2 separate regions of the Zea mays genome follow, and region 2 is linked to region 1. The links are chromatin contacts, called in public Hi-C maps. All regions are on one chromosome and are shown on one strand. The core of a region is the stretch at or near the end of the contact, and the rest is flanking DNA. Distances in the headings are between cores, read along the strand shown. Region 1 holds the start of LOC100273309. Region 2 holds the start of LOC100283286 (mTERF family protein).

Region 1 (3,819 bases), core at 738-3,237:
GGTCTAATAGTGGTGCACAACATGTTTTTAAGCATTCTGGAGAGACTATTAGTCGAAAATTTAAGGAGGTATTGCATTGTGTGGTGGACTATATAAGGCCAATTGATCCAAACTTTGGTACTACACACCCTAGAATTACCAAGGATCATAGGATGATGCCTTTTTTCAAAGATTGCATTGGTGCAATAGATGGCAGTCATGTTGCGACAGTATCACCTTCACATGACCAAATTAGATACATTGGTAGAAGTGGAAGGGCAACCCAAAATGTGGTTTTTGTTGTTGACTTTGACCTATGGTTCACATATGCATCTATTGGACAACCCGGATCAATGCATGACACAAGTCTATTGTTTAATGCATTGGAGCGTGATGCGAACTTGTTTCCACACCCTCCATCAGGTAATTTTTTATTGTCATATATATAAATCAATAGAATAATAAGTATCGTCTTTCTTTGTGCTAAAAAGTATATACTTTTATACATTGTTCTAGAAAAATATTATACTATAGATGCGGGCTATCCCAATCGCCCCCGGTACTTGGCTCCATACAAAGTTGAACGTTACCATGTTTCTGATTGGAGAAGGGAGCCTCCACCAAATAGTGAGCAAGAATATTTTAATCAAGTATTCGGAATGTCGTAGAACACACATTTGGTGTGTGAAAATAAAGTGGTGTATACTTCTTAAGATACCAAGTTACTCCATAGAAAAGCAAAAAATGATTGTTGTAGCTACCATGCGCCTTCATAATTATATTCGTGAGAACCATCGAGAATACAAAGATTTCCATAAGTGCGATCGAAACCTGAATTATGTACCCACCATACCTTCCAGATATAGAAATGCAACTGACTTATCATGTATATACTCCAATGATCATACGATGGATATGTTTTGTGATGATATCGCAAGAGCGATCTTTCTTTCTAGCTTCTAGGTAATCCTTGAGGTGATGTATGACTTATGTGTGAATTGTGATGTGCAAATGCTTTTCAAATATTACTCTATAAAATATTTTTTCACCATAATCTTCTTTTGTTGTAATATTACTCCACAAAATATTTTTCACCATGTTTTTTTGTCTCATACATCAAATCATATATTACATGAGGAGCTGAATTTATTTTGCTAAACGATTTGAAAAAAGCGCTAGCTTCTGTAACAAGCTCCTCCTTTAGAGGAGCATGGCCTAAGACCGACTCCAGCAGCAACCTGTAAAGGGTCATGTACTCTAAATGTAGGGGACAGTCAGGTCCTTTATTCCTCCAACAAGAGACTCTAAAAGGTCCTCTAAAATTTAGAGGATGGCATATGTGCGCTATCTATAGAGGGTGCTCTATACACGGTACATGCGTGTCAGATCCTTTTTGTGTCTGTACGCTCACGTGGTAACGAGTAGTAAAAAATAATATAGAATGTCAAATCTAGTACACTGTTGATATAGATGATGGAATTTAGGAGATATTGCTGGAGATGAAGAAGATATAGTACATAATCTTTTAGAAAGTGCTGTAAAAGACAAAAAATATTCTTTTAAGGGATAAAATTTAGGGGACGTTGCTGGAGACAGCCTAAGCCTATCTCCAACAACGATCTGTAAAAGCTCATGTCCTCTAAATATAGAGGTTTGTTAGATCATTTATCCCTCCAACAAGAGACTCTAAAAGGTTCTCTAAAATTTAGAGGATGCCATGCATGTGCTATGTATAGAGGATGTACGATAGTGCTCTATACACTGTGCTGATTTCTGTGCATGTGCTGACGAGCGGTAAAAAATAATATAGAATGTCAAATCTGGTAATACTGTTGATATAGAGATGAAATTTAAGGGATATTGTTGGAGATAAAGAAGATATAGAGTATAAAATCTTTTAGCGAGTGCTGTAAAGAACAGAAAATATTGTTTTAGGGGATGAAATTTAGATGACGTTCCTGCCAAACGCACCAGTCCATAAGCACGCCCGTCCAGAACCTTATCAGACAACGAACGCGACACGTTGCACTTAACTGCTGCCAAAACAACTATGTGCGTCCAGCGTCTGCTGAGGCTGAGGATGGCGTCCCGCTCGTGCTCCCGCTGCGCTGCCTTGGCGCCGCACGCTGCGCTCCCGCTCTCCTCTCTCCTCGCACCCTCGCCCTCTGCCGCGCGCCCTCGATCCGCGCCCCTCTCGTGCGCAGCTCGGCCGTGCAGGGGCCACGCGGCGGCGTCAGCGTTGCACGGCGCGGCAGGGCGGAGGCCCCCGAGCGTGGCGGCGATGTCGTCGTCGACGCCGCCGCCGGGATCCGTGCAGAAGTCGGAAGAGGAGTGGGAGGCCATCCTCACGCCGGAGCAGTTCAACATCCTACGCCTCAAGGGCACCGAGTAATGATTTTAACCTGCAGTAGCCACATATCTTGTCCTTCGCTGTTGTTGCTGAATTTGTCTCGTTGAGGAGAGTGACAAATTGAATGGTCACTTGTAGTAGTAGTAGATACGCATTCTGATCAACCCAAGTTAAATGTAATTGCATAAGCATTAAAAAGATTGCCTAGAATGTACATCACCATGCTCTCACCCGCTACATATATCATCAATTCTACATGACTGCCCTATGCGTTTAACTGCAGAAGCTGATTCTAATTTTCTACCAGTATTTGGATGGTACAATTATTAGAGGTTGAAGCATTGTTGTTAGTTGTTACTGAATCGCACCATCCATCTTATTAGTTGCTATTTTGAACTACTACATGTTTTGTACTGAGATTTAATTATACACAAAATCCCAAGATAGCAATCTGTTATAGCCCTTGAATCCTAATTGTAGATTTCCCTTGACAGTAAGCAAATTTGCTCAGCTACTCAACAAAAGAGGTCCCTCATTTGCTCTCTAGATTTCATCTACTTCTATGCTTGCACCTTGGTTATGCATATTTCTGTGGTGCTCGTGTTACATTTCTTCCATGTGCCTCTTCATTTCATGGTGGTGTTTTGTTTCAGCATTTCAAAAAATCTAGCCAAATATGACATAAATACAATGTTAGTCCATAGAAGATGGAACAAGTAACTGGAGAAATTGGTGCTGCATTAAGGTTTATATCACAAAAGGTGTTGGATGTTGCCATGCTGTGAATATTACTTTAAAAATCGAGAAGAATCCAATAATTGTGTAAACTAGAGCAGGTTGCGGTACAGTTGATCATGTCGTTAACTACAGATGTTATAATATACAGATTTTTTTTGTCTTTTCATGCAATAAAACAAGAGAAAAAGTCAGTGTCTTTGTAGTCCGGTTACAACTTCCAACACCTCAGAAGGTATTTAGTGACTGCGGATCTTGTTTTTACGATCAAGGGCCTTACTTCCTAATTTTATTAGAGGTGACTTGGAATTTTATGAATTGTCGAGTTCTTTTGTTGAATTAGAGTGTAGAGCATAAGAAAAGTTGTGAATTGTTTGATAAATTAACTAGCACCAGGTTGTTTTTTGTTAGTGTTGCTATAGTTCCGGTTGTTTGATGCATCACAGAGTTCTATAGTAATGCAAGAACATATTAACCTATCCTATGTATTTGTATATGACCTATTGCCATCACCATGATTTTCTGCTATTATGAAATATGACTTGCTAAAATGTATGTGTTATGGTTGCTAGATCGGTGAGGGATTGGAGTTGCTAGTGGAGGCGGCACGTTACGGTTCACATGTGAACAATACCCGCCAATGAACTATAGATGCATAGATGGTATTGGAGAGGGGGGTCGATGGGTAGGAACGCCGACCGAGGGCCTCTGCCCACGACCAAGCAAGAGGAGGGTTTCTCACTTCTAATTCTTGC
Region 2 (4,355 bases), core at 530-3,029, 190 kb after region 1:
TTCAAATTATAAGACATTTTGACTTTTCTACTTACATTATTTTTACTATACATTTAGACATAATGTATATTTAAATGATTAAGACTATATATCTGGAAAAGCCAAAACCTCTTATAATTTGGAACTGAGGGGATACATCAGTAAGGAAGATGAGAAATGCATCATTAAGCTATAATTTGACATTTCGCGTACCAAGCACATACTCCAAAGTTAAAAATCTAATGACTAGTGAAATAAATTATCGAACAAACTCATCATCAGAGTCACCATAATCACTGTCTTCATACTCCTCACTCTCTACCTCATCCACAGATGCATTCATGTCAGAAGAATCCTCACGCTCCATTTCCTCAACCCCAATTGTATCATACTTCATGCGCTCATCAAATTTGGCATCAGAACAGTTAAGAAGCCATGCAAGGGAGCATGTGAGGCCCTTCCGGGACACCATCTCATGCCGAGGCCTCACAGTCGACTCGATGCCATATGTGAAGAATGCAGGAAACTCAACCAGCTCCTCCAAATCCCTCTCCATCTCATTCTTGAAGTATTCAAAATTCATCCTCATTATATCTATATTTAGTGCAAGCAGTTGGGGGCATGCCACAACCATTTTGCTCACTTGAGATAGCATAAATCCACAAGCTGTGAGGAAATTAACATGCTTCAGAACCGCAGCTCGTCCAAGACTAATGGCTTGCGGCATCCTCTCCAGCACTCTCCCAAAATCTTCACGACTAACCAATATGCTCGACTCAAATAAGCTCTGTTGTGCAACAAGCTTGTCCCTCAGTTCAAGTCCAAGAACGTCGGGGTACTGCATCACAATGGATGCTAGGGCCTCCTTCCTCACTCCAATGTCCACAAGAGCCTCAATGTTAGGCTTCACCTTCTCCTGTAGCCCAAATCCAAGCACATATGGCTTCTTCTCTATTATTCTTGCAATAGCTAACCTCTGCAGCCCGATGCCCTCAAGGTGTTCGACGAAAGGCTTTATTATCTTCCCCACGCGCATGCCAAGCACCTCTGGAAAACGGGTGATGACGCTGCCTACCTGACGCCTCCCCACTCCAATGCCGACGAGGTAGGCGACGGAAGTGCTCATGGTGCCCTCGAGCTTGAATCCGAGGAGCTCCGGGTAGCGCTCGAGCACGCGCGGCACGTCAGTGGGCCTCACGTCCATACCCTGGAGGTACTTGACGACGGGGGCAAGGTCGACGACGACGCTGGCGTGTAGTACCTGCGGGTACCGTCTCAGCAGGTCCGGGAGCGCATCGCGGCGTACGCCTAGCTTGCCGAGGTAGTCGAGGACGGGGACCATGTTCTTGCGCACGCTGCAGCCGAGAGCGAGAGGGTAGGCAGCGAGGTCCTCCTGGGTGAGCCCGAGGGAACCCAAAAACTCCGCGCGCTCCCGCATGACGTCGACGGTGACTGGGAGCTCGAGGCCCGCGAGTTCGCCCGGGTCGACGCCGAGGGAGGTGAGGAAGGCGTCGACATCGGCGCGGCGGGTGGCGCGATCCCGCTCCATGTCGAGGAGGCTGGGGCGCGCGTAGAGGGAGGAGGATGGTCGGCGCGAAGGCGTCCCGGGGGAGCGGCGGTCGGCTCGGGGCGGCGCGGAAGCGGAGGCAGAGGAGGCGGCGCGGAGGCGGAGGAGCCTGCGAAGGCGGGGAGCGGGGAGGAGCAGCGACGTGGGGTGGGCGGAGAAGAGGAGGGACTTCATCATTTGGACTTGGGGGCAACAGGTGAGCGACAGAGGTCCGGTGGCGAGGATGAAAGCCGCAGCGATGAGATGCAGAGCCACAGCAGAGAGGAAGGCAAAGGCTACAGGCCTACAGCTGTAGGCCGCAGTGGCGGACTGCACGCGCTGAACTATGCCGTCGTAGGGTAAAATACGCCTTCAGCGTCATGTGTACTATTGGTTTATTGGTTGTCGTTTTAACAAGATTTTAGTTAAACTTATAAAATTTTAAGTACAATTAACTATTTTATTATTTAGTTTTAAAATCTAATATTTATAAGCATTAATTTGTCTTAACAAGTATTTTTATAAAAATATAAATATACTAAGAGTTTATTTATATTTTAACAAAAAACATTAATTATAGTTATATTTTAGAGACCGTATTATTGTTCTAAGTGACAACTAATAGGAAATTGGAGAGCGTATGTCTATTATGTTGTAGGATGTAAATTATAGTTATACATCGTTGTAAGGGACATACTCTATCTAGTCTCGTGTGTTGCTAGAAGGATATAGGGAGATAAGATAAGCACATGTAGGTGAAAAATAATAATATAATATATGCTAGTTGATATATAGAGTAAACATAATTGTTGTATAGAGTAAAGAATCTTAGGTCACGTTTGGTTTGAGAAACTAAAGATTAGTCTATCTATTTTAGTCATATTTAATCCCTAAATTATCAAACGGTATGACTAAAATAGAGACTAAACTATTTTAGTTTCTAGTCCATCAAGAGGAGACTAAAAGAGACTAAACCATATAAATTTCACGTTTTGTCACTCATTTATTTCAGTTGCACTAATTGTGGGATAATGCTTAGAGGTATTTTAGTCCTCTTATAATTTATTTAATACGTTTTAAATACTTTTAGTCTTTAAAACCAAACAAGATAGGAACTAAATTTTAGTCCCTGAACCAAAGTAACCAAACGGGCCTCACTGGTGAGGATAGGATTTTTTTAGTATTAATTCAGAGTACGATACGGATAGCCTTAAAAGCCAGGACTGGCTTCTTGGGCAGGCTACAGAAGAGCCGAAGCGAACATGTTGTATTGGAGATGGGCTTCGGGGCCCGCAATCCTCGCCGCACTAGTACTCCATTCCCAGTGGCCAGGCTACACCCAGCATGTTCGCTTCTATCTGTCGGCGGCGGCTCCTCCGCCACCGGCACAATCCGCGGTGACGCCCTCTCCCACGGCCACTCCTTAGCAACCATATCGGGCGCCCCCGTGTCCTAGCCACGTGCTTCCACTGTCTGCTATCTAATCTCCTGCGGACTTTTTCCGCCGTCACGGCCGCCCACAAGCTCTCAATCCGCTCCCCACGTCGTCCGCGCGCTCCGGAGGCTTCACCGATGCGGAGGTTGCCGACCTAGTCAATATGCATCTACTAAATCTCTACTACTCTATAAGATGTTATTGTAGACGTCCACACAAACGAGTGGTGCACGGTTCTGTCCCGCGGCGCCTGAAATCCCGCTCGCAGCGCCTGAACTCCCGCTCGCAACGCCCGATTTCCTTCCCCTCCCAAACCTTCCATCGACGCTACGTTGTGATCCCCTCCACTGGCCAGGATGGCACCCGACATCACCCCCTCGCAGCACCTTCAACCCGACATCTCCACCCCCACGACGAGCAGGCCAGGCATGGATCTCGCCCCCACGCCCGGCGATGGTGCCCATGCTCCGCCCCCGTACCCAGCGGGCAGCCACGGATCTCGCAGAGCGAGGAAATCGCGGATCATGCCGGATCTACCGCTCCCAATCTCTGCATCGCGTCACGCCTTCCATGGAGTCTCTGTACGTATGCCAGCCCCCGTCCCTCACCCCTGATCTGCCACTCCCAATATCTCTACCCCCACCGCGACGACGACGCGCAACCCCCGGCCACCACGCTGCCAGCGCCCGTCCCTCACCCCTCACGCTATAACCGGACTGCCGCACCTGGCCCCCACTCCCATGAGATTGCCGCCCCTCCCGCCCCGCTAGCCATGCCACCATAGATCCAGCTAGGGCGGCGTCATTGCGTTCAATCCTATGTGAGAGAATGCAAAATCGCCGTCGGACTGATATTGACCAGAGGTTTCTCCGCCCAGTTGCATGAGGTTTTGCTGCCATTTACAGCGACTGTGCTCCAGTTCGGTCGTTTGGGGGAAAGGTGAGTCCTCCCATTTCTTCTCGATGCATGAGTTGACAAACATTTGGGAGAAACATCCCCTCTTTAATTCGAAAAATTCGACAAAGAACAATTGTTGTTGTGAGCAGGGATCGTATCTGCTAAATCCTCGGGCTCCAGGGATGGTGAAAGGGAAATGTGCCCTTGGGCCATTTCTAAGTATTTTGGTGATTGAGTGCCAACACAAGTGGACTTATGTTAAATGGTGGACAAAGTACAAATCAAGTATAAAGGTATGTTTCTCAGACTTAGTACATTGTTTTAGAGACTAATGTATTGTGTCTAAGTGCTGGAAACAGGAAAAATCAAGTTGAAATTAGAGATGGCTTTGTTCAGTCATAGTCAGCTCTGTTTGGGTGCACCGGACTGTCCGGTGGTGCACCGGACAGTGTCCGGTGCGCCAGGCTGGCTCAGGCGAACTTGCTGCTCTCGGGAAGT

Evidence for each region. Hi-C and Micro-C count contacts between places; a contact is called where the count stands out from the background.
Region 2: a contact with region 1 is called in a Hi-C map of tassel, with 2.0 times the contacts expected there. The contact joins the promoter of LOC100283286 here to the promoter of LOC100273309 in region 1. A contact is called at or near these places in 2 of 25 Hi-C or Micro-C datasets (ear and tassel).

Annotation. Positions count from the first base shown.
Region 1 is chr8:110,103,730-110,107,548 of Zm-B73-REFERENCE-NAM-5.0, forward strand. LOC100273309 reads left to right here and starts at 1,988. Exons shown (of 3, transcript NM_001147750.2): 1 at 1,988-2,367. The coding sequence starts at 2,030.
Region 2 is chr8:110,291,253-110,295,607 of Zm-B73-REFERENCE-NAM-5.0, forward strand. It overlaps LOC100283286 (mTERF family protein), which reads right to left and starts at 1,780. Exons shown (of 4, transcript NM_001350187.1): 1 at 302-1,780. The coding sequence starts at 1,723.